2 separate regions of the Sus scrofa genome follow, and region 1 is linked to region 2. The links are chromatin contacts, called in public Hi-C maps. All regions are on one chromosome and are shown on one strand. Each heading gives the region's core, a stretch centred on a gene start, on an enhancer-like site or on the middle of the called end of the contact. The rest is flanking DNA. Distances are from core to core; before and after follow the strand shown. Region 1 holds the start of DMXL2 (dmX-like protein 2). Region 2 holds the start of TMOD3 (tropomodulin 3).

The links. Hi-C and Micro-C count contacts between places; a contact is called where the count stands out from the background.
Region 1: a contact with region 2 is called in a Hi-C map of heart right ventricle, with 2.7 times the contacts expected there. The contact joins the promoter of DMXL2 here to the promoter of TMOD3 in region 2. A contact is called at or near these places in 1 of 47 Hi-C or Micro-C datasets (heart right ventricle) and 1 of 2 datasets of contacts at active chromatin or transcription factors (alveolar macrophages).

The regions. Positions count from the first base shown.
Region 1 is chr1:120,136,639-120,139,660 of Sscrofa11.1, forward strand. It overlaps DMXL2 (dmX-like protein 2), which reads left to right and starts at 1,611. Exons shown (of 42, transcript XM_021095456.1): 1 at 1,611-1,850. The coding sequence starts at 1,764.
Region 2 is chr1:119,947,036-119,950,053 of Sscrofa11.1, forward strand. TMOD3 (tropomodulin 3) reads right to left here and starts at 1,760. Exons shown (of 10, transcript NM_214294.1): 1 at 1,660-1,760.

The sequences.
Region 1 (3,022 bases), core at 361-2,860, 190 kb after region 2:
GAGAAAACAGGTCCAAAACTGGCTCTACAGTTTCTAGTTTGGGTAACTGGGTAAAGAGTTATGCCGAATGGAAATGTCATTGGGAATTATTTTTCATTCCTCCTTTCACTAACTTCTGCTAGGTCTTTGCTGCCAATTTCCCCCACCCTTCTAATTGCCCTTCACAGTGATACCAGTCACCTTCCCAAGGCAACTGATTCTATGTACTTCTGCTCAGAAACATCTGATGGATCCCCACTGCAGGCAGAATGAACTCTTAGATTCTTAGTAGAGTATTCAAGACTACCTGTTCAGGCTGGCCACAAGCTATCTCTTAGATACATTTATCTCCTGTTAATTACCATTTCCTTTCCCCACCCTGCAAATCTTCAGCCTTAAACATTAATGTAATCTTTGCTCCTCTAACACATCCTGTCATTTTACATTTCTAAGCCTTAACTTAGGCTATTTCCTCTATTTGAAGGCAGTTTTTCTTCTTCATCTCAGCCTGCCAAAATTGGACTCAGCGTTTTGTCAGCCTCTCCGTAACACTTTACCCATCACTTTGGTCAAACGTATTCTTCCTTTTCTGTGGTTGCATAGACTTTTGTGTCTCATTCCTAAGACTGAGACACAAAATCCTCTGGCCTTCTGCCTGGTTTTAGAGACAGTTGCACCTTGGTTCTTTCTACTTCCTGCCCCAGTGACTTAATCACACATGGTATAGACTCAAAACCTTGTGACAAATTGAACTGGAGAAGAGATCTGGTCCGTGTTAGCAGACCTTCTGGCAAAATCACGCGATTCTGCAAGAATCTATGACACCACGCGTGAAAAAAGTCTAAAGGAGTTACTCGTTCCAGGGTGCTCTTTCGCTCTGTAGACCAACCGTGACAAAGGTGGGAACAAAGTAATTTGCTGTCAGGGAAGTATGGCTCCTCTAAACAGTTGCAAGATGCATTTACTATTTACATAAAATATCTTAAGCATTCTACTTTTAAAAAGCCCCAAGGGATCTAACGTCTCCTGAGATGGAATATCCGAGTGTCTTCCTGAGGTCAAGCACTGATCATCACGTAGTGTACTTGGTAATGCACTAAAGACTCAGCAAAACGGACTCTCGGTGCAACCCCAGAATGGGACTACAGCTCTGTGGGGAGTCGCCTCCGCCCGGGTGCCACCCACGAGACCGCCCCCAGCGGCCGCAGCCGGGAAGCTCCAGGGGAACTCCCGCACGTCTGCGCGCGCAATCCCGGGACAGGGATCCGCGCCGCACGCGCAATTGCCCTGGAAACCACTGCGCGCGCACGCGCAAACAAGGGGTCTGGGGAGAAAAACTGAGCTAAGGGTTTAGCAGCGGGGGGAGGGGCTTACCCTTCCATTCGACCGGCGCTCCCCTGAGGGTGAACGCGCGCACCGCCCAGCTCCCTCGGGCGGAGCGTCCCTTCCAGCACGCGCCCGGCTCGCGCGCTCCTCCGGGCCACCCCCCCCCCCCGCACCCTTGCCCTCCTCCCGCATTTGTGCGCCGGTGCAGCAGGCAGTGGGAGCATCCGGGCATTTCCGCAGCCGAGCGGCGGTCCAAGCGGGGCAGAGGCGTCGAAGGGCTCCCATGGCAGAGACAAGGCGGGGGGAAGGAGAGAGAGGGGCGAGGCCTTAAGCCGGAGCCGCGGCGGGGTGGGTCAGGAGGGAGGCGGAGCGGGAAGCACTCTCGCGGCCGGAGGAGGGCCGGGCGCAGGGCTCGCTGCGCCTCTCGCGCATTTCCCTGACCAGCCCGGGCTCCGGAGATGCATCTGCATCAGGTCCTCACCGGAGCTGTCAACCCTGGAGACAACTGCTACTCTGTGGGCAGCGTTGGGGATGTCCCCTTCACGGTGAGTGGTGTGCGGGAGCCTGAGGGGCAGAGACCCTCTGTCCCGGGCCCACGGCTCCCCGGGAGGTTGAGAGGTGGGTGTTGGTGGGCCCCACCCGCGTGCCTTTTGATTTGGGGGGCGGGCCGTGGGACCGTGAGTCCTGTGGCTGCTGTAGGAAATTACCCGTTAGGGGAAAGGATTAGGAATCCACCGCACTGCCCTCAGCAAATGGGCCCAGGGGGTGACTGGACTAGAAGGTTCCTCTCCCAGGATGGCCCTGGTTCTGCGGTAGAGGAAGGTGGTTGCAACCGCTGAAACCCCAGAGCGTCAGTTTCGTTACGCACCTGCTCTTGGCTTGCGGGTGAAGAGACTTGTCTGCGTGGAGGCGATGCTGCACCTGGCTCCCGCTGTGTTAGCGCAGCGAGGAGCCGCTGGAGCCTGTCGCTCTAAGCCCGACCCTTTCTATCTCCTGATATGCAGAATCTCCATTTCAACAAGGAAAAAAAAAAAAAAATCTGTTCTCTGCCCCCAAGAAATTTAGAATGAAACGGTTAGATTGACAGTGGCCTGGAGAGCTCTTAATTATCACGAGATCACGGTTTGGTAACCTTCCTAGATAATATGTTATTCTGTATGCACGGTAGGCTGGTCTGTTTGTTTTTAAGATAAGACAATGTGAACATTTTATGACGCTGTTTTTCTTGTTTGTGTGGCTGAAGTGTATGTAAACCATTATATGTTATAACCTCTTAAAAATCTAGATGTAGTAGACTTGTTTCTCACCGAGCTTGGATAGATTAGTCCTTTTGAGAATGGAGTGTTGTTGGTATAACCAATTCAAACCAAGCCCTAGGGCTTTTTTACCCATAGATAAACTCCCGTGGGTTAACATGAGTTTCTTTTTTGTATTAAATTTATATATGATCCATCTTAGGAGGAACTGTAGACAATGAGATAGCCATTAAGTACACATTATTATTAATGACTATTCTGCTTGATTAAATTGGAAATAGCATAATGATATGCTTTGTAGACAAGGGAAACACTTTGATCTGATGTCTGCTTTTCAGCAGCATGTTTTTAAAGCTGCAGAAATAAGAAAAGCTCCTGCAAAAGTGCAGAATCATTATGTAGCACAATGCATCCTGGAACAGAATTTATCTATCATTGTGATACACTAGAAATAAACTTAT
Region 2 (3,018 bases), core at 510-3,009:
TGAGAAGCACCACGCTAAACCATACAAGTCCTTTCTGTTGGACTAAAATAGGCCAGTAGCTTAAAAAATCTCTGATTAGAGGAAATTGATCCCTGTTACACTCAGTAATACTATGGGCATTTGACCTGTACATATTTAACTTTAGATGAAATTATTAATTATGGAGTAATTTGACCTGGAAGGTATACCAGAAATTAGTCATAAAAACATGATTAAAGGAAACTGAACAGTAATAATTGGTCAGTAACATCATTTTTGTTCCTTCATGCCTAGCACAGGGCTTGGAATGACAGATGTGGTCAATGTTTCCTGAATGAATCAAATAAATGAATTTTAAAAATTGGATATTTAGGGCTGACAATCTTGGAGTCATCTCATTTTAAAGATGATAAAGTAGAAATCCCAAGAGGTTCAAAAACAAGCAACCTAAAAGAGTTAAAATATATCGGGTATCACATTTTAATTCCTTTTTTGTTCCTTTCCTAGGAATGTGTTAGAAAGGTGATTCTAAGTATTATAAAATGACTGTGAGCTCTTAAGTAATAGGGTAAAAAAAAAAAAAAAAAAAAAAAAAAGGCCTAGGACTAGGAAGAACTTACTAGCAAAGGTAAATGAGGCTGGACAAGACTATTTTTCTAAGCCTGATACATTTTTGTAACAGACCAATTAGCAATTTTATTTACTGAAAAATTAATCTGAAGGATTCTCAGAAAAAGAAACATGAGCCACATTAAAATGTTACAAACCAAGGCAGACCGCACATAACTAACCTAAATCTCCACAGGCTTATTTCCTGTTCAAGTATGACCTCCTGGGCTAAGTTTTACTGCAGTATTCATTACCAGATGACTTTTGGTTTTAAGGGAAGCCAAGGACAAGTTGGAAATGCGATTCTTAACTAAACATTAAAAACCCCCAAAATCCAAAAAACAAAACAAAAAGCCCCCTGCGGCTGTTTCTCATTCGTTTGTAATCAGAATGCAGGCTTGCAGAGGAAACACACCACTTCTGTAAGCAAAAATAACGACCCAGTCACGTCCTCAAAACAAACCAACATACAAACTTCACAGCCGGGTCCAGCTGTGCTGCACAGGAGCCAGGAATCTATTCTAAGAGCAGATAGTTCAAAACGGCGAACGCAAGACAAGAAAGATTTCAATTAAATTAAAAAAAAAAGAAAAGGGTGTGCCCTTCTTTTTTTCTTCTTCTTTCCAACTCACTAAGCAGAAGTCTTTGAAGGAGACTCGGTGAAAAAAACCTTCAGACGCTAGTCGCCGGCTAGTAAGCCTGGGTGGGATGGATGGGGCGGATAAGCACTTCGAGTTCTCACAGCCACGGCCGGCGCGGGCTCCAGCCGGGAGGGGAAGGGGCCAGTCCCGAACCCGGCGAGGCCGGGCCGGGGAGTGATTCATCGCAAATCTGTCTTCGCGCGCCTCCACCACGGGCGACGCCCAGCGCGTCCTGCGGATCCTGCCCTGGCCCTTTTGCCCCGAAGCAGCCCCAGCGTCCTCTCGCTACCGGACAGGGATTGGGAGCGAACGAGATTCGAGCCGCGCTGCTGGAAGACAGCAACCTCTCCCTCCTCAGCCACCATGGCTGGTACGACACACTGCCGGCGCCCGCAGACGGACTTCCTGGAAAGCATCGGTCTTGGCTTACCTGCCTAGCGCCCGCTGAAGCCACCGACCTCCTTCACAGACCCGCGGGGACTGCTTGCCGCTCAGCTCCCAGTACCCGCCGGTCCGCCTGCGTCCGCCTCCCGGGGAGTTGTCGGATCCACCCGCCAGAAGCTCCCCCAACTCGACGGCGCTGGTTCCCACTCCACCGCCGACGCGCGCGCGCACTCCCAAATCGCGGAGCATCCTGGGAGCTGTAGTTCAAGCCAGGAGGGCGAGGCTCAGCGCAGATCTTGGGCTTTACTGTGTGTGGAACTTTGAAGCAGCTGCAGATGTCAAGCCTTACACTAGTCTGATAAAACTCTCTCTACTCGTAGAATTATCTACCTTCGACCCTTTGGGAGCTTTATACGTCAACTAGGGGTTCCTTAGTACAGATTTCCTCTTCACTTTGATTTTTAGTCAAAAGGCACACACCGCAGGACTTAAACCCTAGGTTGCTAATGGGAGGACAAGACATGGAGCCCTTTAAACTTATTATGAAAAACTGATAGAAAAGGAAACAAATAAAGGCTAAGGCACGAGAGTGACATAAATCAGGCGGATGTCACCTTAAGAGTATAGTGACCCTTGTGATTTCCTTAGGTTTGCAGCCAGGATGATGTCGCAGTGATCAGTTTCCATCCCATCCCATTCTTGCATTCTCAGGTGTAATGTTCAACTTTGATACACCTCAAAAATGCAGCCAATTAGAGAACTCAAGTGCCTGCTTAAGATACGTTCCAGCTACACCCAGTGCGGGAGCAGATTAATGGTTAAGACTCTGCTGCTATTTACTCCTCAGAGCAAGGAGCACCCGAGATAAATACCCTGGAATTTCATGCAATTAGCATCCACTAATTCCAGCAATAAAGATCACCAATGATGTGGGTTTTTTCAGGGGGAAAAAAAAAAAACCTCCTAAATGCAAATACTCTTGGTTGCCATTGCATCTTATTTTTTATAGCATCTTAGTGTGAATCAGTTTCTCAAATATTTTTGGAGATAACACCTGAGAGCAATTTCCTACACAATTCCACATTCAGGTTCAACTAATATTTATTGAATACTTAACCCACACCAAGAATTGTGCCAGCACTCCATTTATAATAGCTAGAATTTTGCCAGCACTCCATTTATAATAGCTCATCCAATCCTATAAACAACCCTACAAAGACTATATTAGTATTCTCCATTTCTACAGATGAGAAAAATTAAGTAAGCTGTAAAAGGTCACACAGCCAGTAACTGGAGATACAGAAATGAAAAACAGATAGCCTGATTCAAATTTTAGCATACTTTCCACTGTTGATCAGACTAATGTATATCCTAAATATTACCACATTAAGTAAGATCATCTGTG